Linked DNA regions of Capsicum annuum: region 2 is linked to region 1. Evidence: chromatin contacts called from public Hi-C data. All regions are on one chromosome and are shown on one strand. The core of a region is the stretch at or near the end of the contact, and the rest is flanking DNA. Distances in the headings are between cores, read along the strand shown. Region 1 holds the start of LOC124889670. Region 2 holds the start of LOC107850536 (peptide chain release factor PrfB1, chloroplastic).

Region 1 (3,937 bases), core at 220-2,719:
TCAGGAGACCCGTTAATGAGAACAGAAAATTTCACAATAAATATGCAAAACTTGATCCAGTTGATCCATTTCTCCTCAAAGCCCATTTGTCTCATCATACTATGGTCATAGGCTTTTTCTATATCAAGTTTACATAGTACACCAGGTCTTCCTTGCTCAGTTCTAGAAGCAATTGCTTCATTATCTATAAGACTACATCCATTATCTGTCTGCCTTGGATAAACGCCATTTGTTGTTTGTCCATCAATTTATCCACCACTCTCTTCAACCTTTCGGTTAACACCTTCGATATTAGTTTGTAAAAGCTTCCAATCAAACTTATAGGTCTGAAATCTTTGAGTTCCTTAGCTCCTGCTTTCTTAGGAATCAAAGCAATGTAAGTTGCATTGAAACTTTTTTCAAAAATTTCACTTGAGTGAAAGTTGTGAAAAGCCTCCATAATGTCTTTTTTAATAACCTACTAACACTTTATATAGAATCCCATTGTAAAACCATCAGGACCAGGTGCTTTGTCTATAGCACATAACTTTAAACACTCAAAAACTTCTTGTTCCTCAAAAACTGTTTGCAAGGCCTCCTTTTCAGCTTCTGTAATAGTTGGTAGGTTGTTGATGTTCTCAGGAGGTCTCCAATCTTCAAGTTCTATAGATAGCTTCTTGTAGAAGAATATGACCTCTTCCTTGATTCTATTTGGCTCAGAAATAGTCTCCCAGAATGTCCAACTGATCAATATATGGTTGTACCTCTTATGAGCATTAGCAGTTTGACGGAAGAATTTGGTATTCCTATCCCCTTCTTAAGCCATAGGGCCCTTGATCACTGTCTCCAAGCCACCTCTTCATTCTTTAGACAACCTTCGTATTCCATAAAAAGCGTTGCTTTTCTGGCAGTTTCCTTTTCAGTTAGAGCTCTGTTGTTCAAAAGGGACTCTATCTCAGCCATCTGATTCAAAATACTGTTCTTCTTTAGTTTCAAGTTCCCCTGTTCCATCCTGCTCCAATCTTTCAACTTTCCTTTGAGTGCTTTGAATTTACATGCTAAAACATAGTTTGATTTCCTATGAAACTCAAAATCACTCCACCATTCCTTCACTTTATCAACAAATCCTTCTGCATACAGCCACCCATTTTCGAACTTAAAGTATGACTTAGGCCATTCTCGTTGGCCACAAAGGAATGCAATTGGCACATGATCAGAAGTCACTCTTTGGAAGGTGGTTTGTTTTAAGTTGCTAAAAAGGTTGTTCCATTCTGTGGATATTAGTATTCTATCAATCCTAGAAGCAGTTGTATGATTATCCCCTTTGAACCAGGTGTAGCTGGCACCAGTTAGCTGCAAGTCAATGAGTTCCATGTCTTCTATGAAGTCTGAGAATTCCTTCATGGCTAAAGTATTCCTATTACAATCCCTTTTTTCAGACGGAAATCTGCATATATAGAAATCACCACAGATGGCCCACGGTCCATCCATTAGTCCTCTTACATCAGCTAATTCCTCCCATACTAGTCTCCTCTCTACTTACTGCTAGGAGCATATACTCCTGTAATGTTGTAATTAAAATAACAAAGTTGGGCCTTAAACTTACAGGAAAGAGTGTAAGCACCAACACTATTTCCCCTTCCCAAGCTCTGGAATCCCATAGCATTAGAATTCTTCCTCGTTCCACTAGCCTCTAAACATGCATGTTTGATCCATCTTTATTTAATTCGGGTAAATAACATATTTTTCAGTCGATCAAAATAATTATATTCGCTACTAAATATATAATAATATAGATTTACTGGCTATTATTTTTATAGACGATTATATAGTGTAGTTTTCTTTAATTGTAAAAACTAACTGAAAGTCTATGTTAATTTCATAATGCAACAAGATTAATGTTGGGTCAACCTAATATTTTAATAGAAACGTTCTTTGGACTTATTTGTGTTGTTTCATTTAGCCCAAATTTGTCTAATAAGTTCCTGTACATTCCCTTCTAGTTTAGTTTCTTGGAGGCAGACTACGTCTGCTTTCCATTCATGAATCGAATACTGTACTATTCTCTTTTTCCCCTGTTCCTTTAACCCCCTAACATTCCATGATATTAATTTGATCTTCATGAGGCAGATTGAAGACCCCCCCCCCCTCTTCCCCTTCATTCTATCACCAGCACTCTTGAACTTGACATCAAAAGTAATAAGATTCTTCCGTTATTGCACACCTTTGTGTCTAGTTCTTTTAACTTCCATTGTTTGTTCCATTCTTCTCGCTTGTCTGCTTGCAACAACCTGCTTATAAGTTCTAGTGCCTCCTCTTCAAGCCCCTGAAAATCTACTCCAAACATCTTATGAAGTTTGAGGAAATTCTGTTGTACAAGCCCGTTTTTCTGATTCAAGTAATGCTTCTTGTTGTTGGATGCATAGGGGTTCGATCTCTTGTACATCCCAAATTTCCCCAGAATTAACTATCTCCAGTTGCTTTTGTTGTGATTCGAAGTCACTTGTGACGACTTCCCCCTGTTTCTCGCATGCAGGTACTTCTTTGCTAAATTCACAGTCAATTTCCACTCCCTTTTCTTCTTCGAGACGTTTCTCTCGCGACTGGACTTCATTAACTTCTCCGACCTCTGCAGATGTTGTGTTTCTAGATTGCATGCATTGAACTGAAGAGTAATCTTCCTGAGATTCATCAATTACCACTTCAAAGAAGTTGGCTTTGGGCTCTGGGTTTAAATTATTGAAAATAACTATTGCCTGAACCAGCCCAAACGTTTTGAAGCCCAAATCTTTTTTAAAATTCTGCACATGCTCAGCACGTGTCCATTCAATAAATTTTAAACTTGGCCAACTGTCCTTCCGTGTTCTCCCTCTGCTCTGTCAACATCGACCAGCTCTGTATTCTAAGATATAGAGATTTGGAACTCTATTATCTGCTGGGTCTTCACACGATCCTCCTCCTCTTCTCCGGCGACTTCTCCACCATTTTCCGGCGACAACTCAAATGGAGTTTTTCTCTCTACCCAGATTGGGATGAGGAATTTGATTCCATCTCTAGAGATAGATACTTCACTTGGGATGCTCCGGCCATCCCATCGTATCTCGATCCTTGCCCACTTGAGATGATTTCTCAATTCTGTTTCCTACTCTGTCACCGGCCAACCACCACAAAGTTCACCAATCTCATGGAAAATATCATCCATCCATAAATGCATAGGCAAACCCATAGCCCTAATCTAAGTGGATTTGGGCTTATATGTAGTTGGTTCACAACCTGCATAAGGATTCCACCATTCTAATTTTATTCTGATTCCCTTCCATATCCAATCTCACTGGAGGATTTGTTCCACCATGTATCTATTGGGGAACTCGAATAGAAAGCAGCCATCCATCATCTCGTATATATTGACTCCAAAGACCTTCTTCCACACTGTTGAAGTCCAAAGTCTAACGTTAGATAGAGTAGGGTTTTCTGCTTTGTTCATACCAAAAGACCCAAATATGTATCTACCAAGCAATCCTTCAATTTCCCTTTAGATGTGGAAGTCTCTGAATAGTTGCTCAACCATTTATTGTTTGAGACCACCTTTGCAAAAGGCACCTTTTTACCATGTCCTGTATTGGGTCTTCATCACCTTCTGTGGAGTGCATTTAACGAAACTTTGTATCTTAAATGCCACACTCCTTCACCCAGCATTAATGTCTATTTCAGGTATAATGATGACTGATCTGTCCTCTCCCTTTAGTGATAAAATGCTCATGTATCTCCCATGAGCATTATATTTCCTGGTACCAAGGAATTCTGCTGCTTGGTCCTTGTATCTCCATCTTCTCACCTGATTTTTTTGATCAGATGAGGCTTTTCTTCTCTGAGAACGAAGCAAATCCATTCCATCACCTTTTCGCTAAGTGTGACCCTCATCAACATGTTCCTGCTTCTTTCCACCCAGTCGTACCAA
Region 2 (3,699 bases), core at 1,041-3,540, 350 kb after region 1:
AGAGGAGTTATACCTTCTACTATTGATGGTAATGGTAGAGGTAGAGAAGTTACAGCTTCTACTATTATTGGTAGAGGTAAAGGAAGAGGAGCTGCAGTTTCTACTGTGATTGGTGTTGGTAGAGGTAAAGGAAGAGGACCTGGTGCTAATAAAGGAAGAGAAACTAATTATGTCACTGGTGTTGGAAGAGGTAAAGGGGCACCTTTTAAAAGACCTAGGATGGTTGGAATGGGGTGCTTCAAACAAAAAGTGGTTATAAAATTCTCAATGTAAGTTAAATTTGATAAAATTTCTCTAGTTTAAAGTCTATCTTTTAAAAGTCTTAAAATAAACTTGTTCTACTTTATTTTTTTCAGCCTAGAATGCCTATGAACTCCTCCATAGTGACTGGACATCTTGGACATCACAAACCCAAATCTGGTGTGAAATGGAAAGGAAAAAAAGTTCTGAACCAACAAGATCTTAAAGTCATAAGAGCACAGAAAAAGGATGAGGACAAGGTCAAATGCTGTTGAAGTGAATCATCTAAGCCAAACAAGTTCATCAACTTTTCAGTAGAAGCAACCTGATTTTTGTTTTTGTGTATTGATGTTGTGTACTGAAACATTAGTGACTTCCACTTAGGCAATTTCTGTTTTGATTAGTGACTTAAATTATGCAACTGTGACTGCACTAATTTGATGCGTAATTGCATGATGTAAATGTGACTGCACTTTTGGCAATATATTTTTGTTAGAAATATGAGCAGCTGTGATTGCAATTGTCATTTGACTATAAGCAGTTGTGGTAAATAGTAGTTTGTGCAGTCTTGCTTAACTAGTTATGACTATAAGCAATTGTTGCAAATGGTAGTTTGTGCAGTCTTGCTTAACTAGTTGTGACTATAAGCAATTGTGGTTAACTTCATTACAAAACAAGTTGTACTATTACCAAAGAAACAAATGCTTAAAATGCAATCAATTCAACTATATTTCTTCATATATATCAAGAGAACCAATAGCTGAATACATTACAAAAGAAGCTTAAAAGAAGTTGCGCTACAAAATACAACGACCAAGTGCTCAAGAGACAGTCACCAGCCAAAGTAAATTACAAAATAAGCTTAAAGAAGCTGCACCATTCACAAAATAAGCTTGATATCTACTAACAACAACAACCACCTTAAGGTAACATCATTGAACCTTTCTTTATATATATCATCCCAAGCCAATAGCTTATAGCTATTAGTAGTAGAGAACAACAAAACACAACAAATTTAGCAATTCTTCTCCACTTCTTCTCTCTTTCTTTGATTTTCTCAACCTCTTCTTCCAACTTCTCCAATTTCATATCAACGCAATTATCATCTTTGGATTCTTTGGGCTTGTCTACTTCATGAGAAGGTTCCTCAACAAATTTCTTCAACGCAACTTTTTCAACTTCATTAACCGATGCATGATTGTCAATATATTGAAAAGACTCAACTAAATTCTTAAGCTCACCTAATTTCTCTATTAGTTTAGGAATCACATATTTGTACCTCGGATCAATATCTTCTCTATCCCTCCAACACCAAAAGTCGCAAGATTTTAGGTCATTCAATAGTGAAAAATAAAGAATGAATTAGACTTTAATAAGTCTATTGGAATAGTAAAAGCAAAAAAATTGATATCTACCCCATAATAAGAACATGCCCAAAATCTTCTGCCGGGATTCCTCAAAGTCCAAGATGTCTTCATATGCAACAAAAATTCATGATTACAACGAACTTCTTTGTACAAAGTATTATCATTTTCTTCCATGCAAAGTTTAGTCAAATTAACCGACCTCATTGCGTGCTAGAAAAATAGATTACATTTGAAATAAATGAGAAATCAATCTCAAAATTATGCTTAAATTTCGGAGAGGAAGGAGATTTTGAGAAATTGAGGAAGAAGAGAAGTAAATTAAGGTTTTGAGGATGAAATTGGGTTTATTTGATCTGGGATTTATAGCCGTTATTTAATTTTAAAAGAATATTTTCGCTTTAAAATAATATAAAAGACAAACATAGCACTTCGACAAGCCCAACAACATGCGACCTCACTTCGGCTTCTAAGGGGTGAAATAAATTCAGTTAAAAGTTGTTAAGAGGGTAAATAATTGTCATACAAGTTTAGGGTCTAAAGTAAGTTTTCACCACAAGTTTAGTGGTGATTCGATGTATTTTCTTTTTATTTTTAGTTGTGTCTGCTATTTTTAAAATATTCTTTTTTACTTACTTATTATTTCTGATGTATATCAAGGGAAAATATTTTTTTTATTTTATTGTTATCATTAATTATTTATTTTCAAAATATAATATTAAGGCGACAAGTCAAAATATGGCAAAAGGAAGGAAGGAATAAAGAAAAGAAGACCAAAAGTTTTGGACATTGTAGATTAGTCCCATCACTGATCTACGTGAGTGTGAGATTCTTATCCCTTTGCAAGTCGGAGACAGCTTCTCTCTTACTGCAGCCATGGAGGGTATGATTCAAAGTTCAGTCCCTCAATATTCCAAGCCCTTCCACAGCTTAGCGACAATGGCAAGATCAGTTCCGAATCCAAGAATAATAGCAATGCACAGGCGAAGACACAGAATTCCACAATTAACTTCTCATTCTTTTCTACCTTTCATTTCTTCTTCTCCAACGGGTAGGACATCTACTTCTTTCTTGCATGTTTACTGCAACAACAGTTGGCTACAATTACTTCTTTCCTATTTACTACTCCCGTGACTTTGTTAATTTACGCTTACCAATTTTAACTATAAATTTCAATTTTGGGGCCTTTAATTTGCTAGAATTTGTACCTACAGAAAAATCATAAAAAAAAAGAAGAAATTTTGCTTACTATGTGGTGTTTCATTAATTCGATTGAAGGTAGCACAGTTTCTTTTGCAACACCTGAGGTGGGAGTTAGCAATACTGAAACGCCTGAATGGGCCATGCAAGGTAAATTTATACCATTTCAATGATGCCAAACTGTTATCTTTTGCGCCTTAAAGAAATAGTATGATGAAGGCTTGAGTTTTTCTTTCAATAATTTTGACAATAGATTCTGCTTATATCGGATCGTTCTAATCATTTAACAACATAGGTGCATTTTGAACCTTTTGTTTTTAGCTTTCTTGCATTTTGTCTTATGTTTTTGGATAACTGTGGTGTGTGGGCCATCTGGTGTACACCTCAACTAAATCCATGCGATACCTGCATTTTGTCTGGATTTTGATAGAACTTTTAAATTGAGATGTAATGTTTGGATTAAAAAAACAGAACGATATGCGTTATGTTGAAATATTTATGCTTAGCTGCATCTAGTTTCTTTCTTTTTTTTTTTTACTTCTGCATTATTTACATGTTATGTTCTGCATTTGTAGTGGTTGCGTGGCTGTGCTTTGTAACGTTGTAAAAACATGGCCTAAAAGAATTGTACATCTGAAACCTTACCTAGCAAGACATGATAATCACCCTTACTGTGCTTTTCAAATCTTCAAGATTTTTCATCCTGACAGTCGTTATTGAACTTAACAAGCATCAGTGAGATATGATAAATGTGCTCTCCTGAAGTTTTCTCTAGCCAAATATCCTTCAGCGTTACCTGAATAAACATTTTCTGCAATGCCAACCTGTGAAGTATATTCTGACGTTTTGTTTCTTTAGTTTTGAAGGCATCCAAGATTCTTTTGTTTAAGCAACT

Evidence for each region. A called contact is a pair of places that touch in the nucleus more often than the background predicts.
Region 2: a contact with region 1 is called in a Hi-C map of leaf, with 4 times the contacts expected there. The contact joins the promoter of LOC107850536 here to the promoter of LOC124889670 in region 1. A contact is called at or near these places in 4 of 5 Hi-C or Micro-C datasets (bud, leaf and placenta).

The regions. Positions count from the first base shown.
Region 1 is chr12:140,207,287-140,211,223 of UCD10Xv1.1, forward strand. LOC124889670 reads right to left here and starts at 1,470. Exons shown (of 2, transcript XM_047401649.1): 1 at 821-1,470; 2 at 461-722. The coding sequence starts at 1,470. The coding sequence ends at 461. The region is part of intron 6 of LOC107850574 (nuclear transcription factor Y subunit B-10); the gene reads right to left. It overlaps LOC124889669, which reads right to left and starts at 439. Exons shown (of 3, transcript XM_047401648.1): 1 at 270-439; 2 at 1-162. The coding sequence starts at 439. It overlaps LOC124889240 (a long non-coding RNA gene), which reads left to right and starts at 2,824. Exons shown (of 2, transcript XR_007047943.1): 1 at 2,824-3,937.
Region 2 is chr12:140,559,723-140,563,421 of UCD10Xv1.1, forward strand. LOC107850536 (peptide chain release factor PrfB1, chloroplastic) reads left to right here and starts at 2,291. Exons shown (of 7, transcript XM_016695125.2): 1 at 2,291-2,655; 2 at 2,883-2,954. The coding sequence starts at 2,481.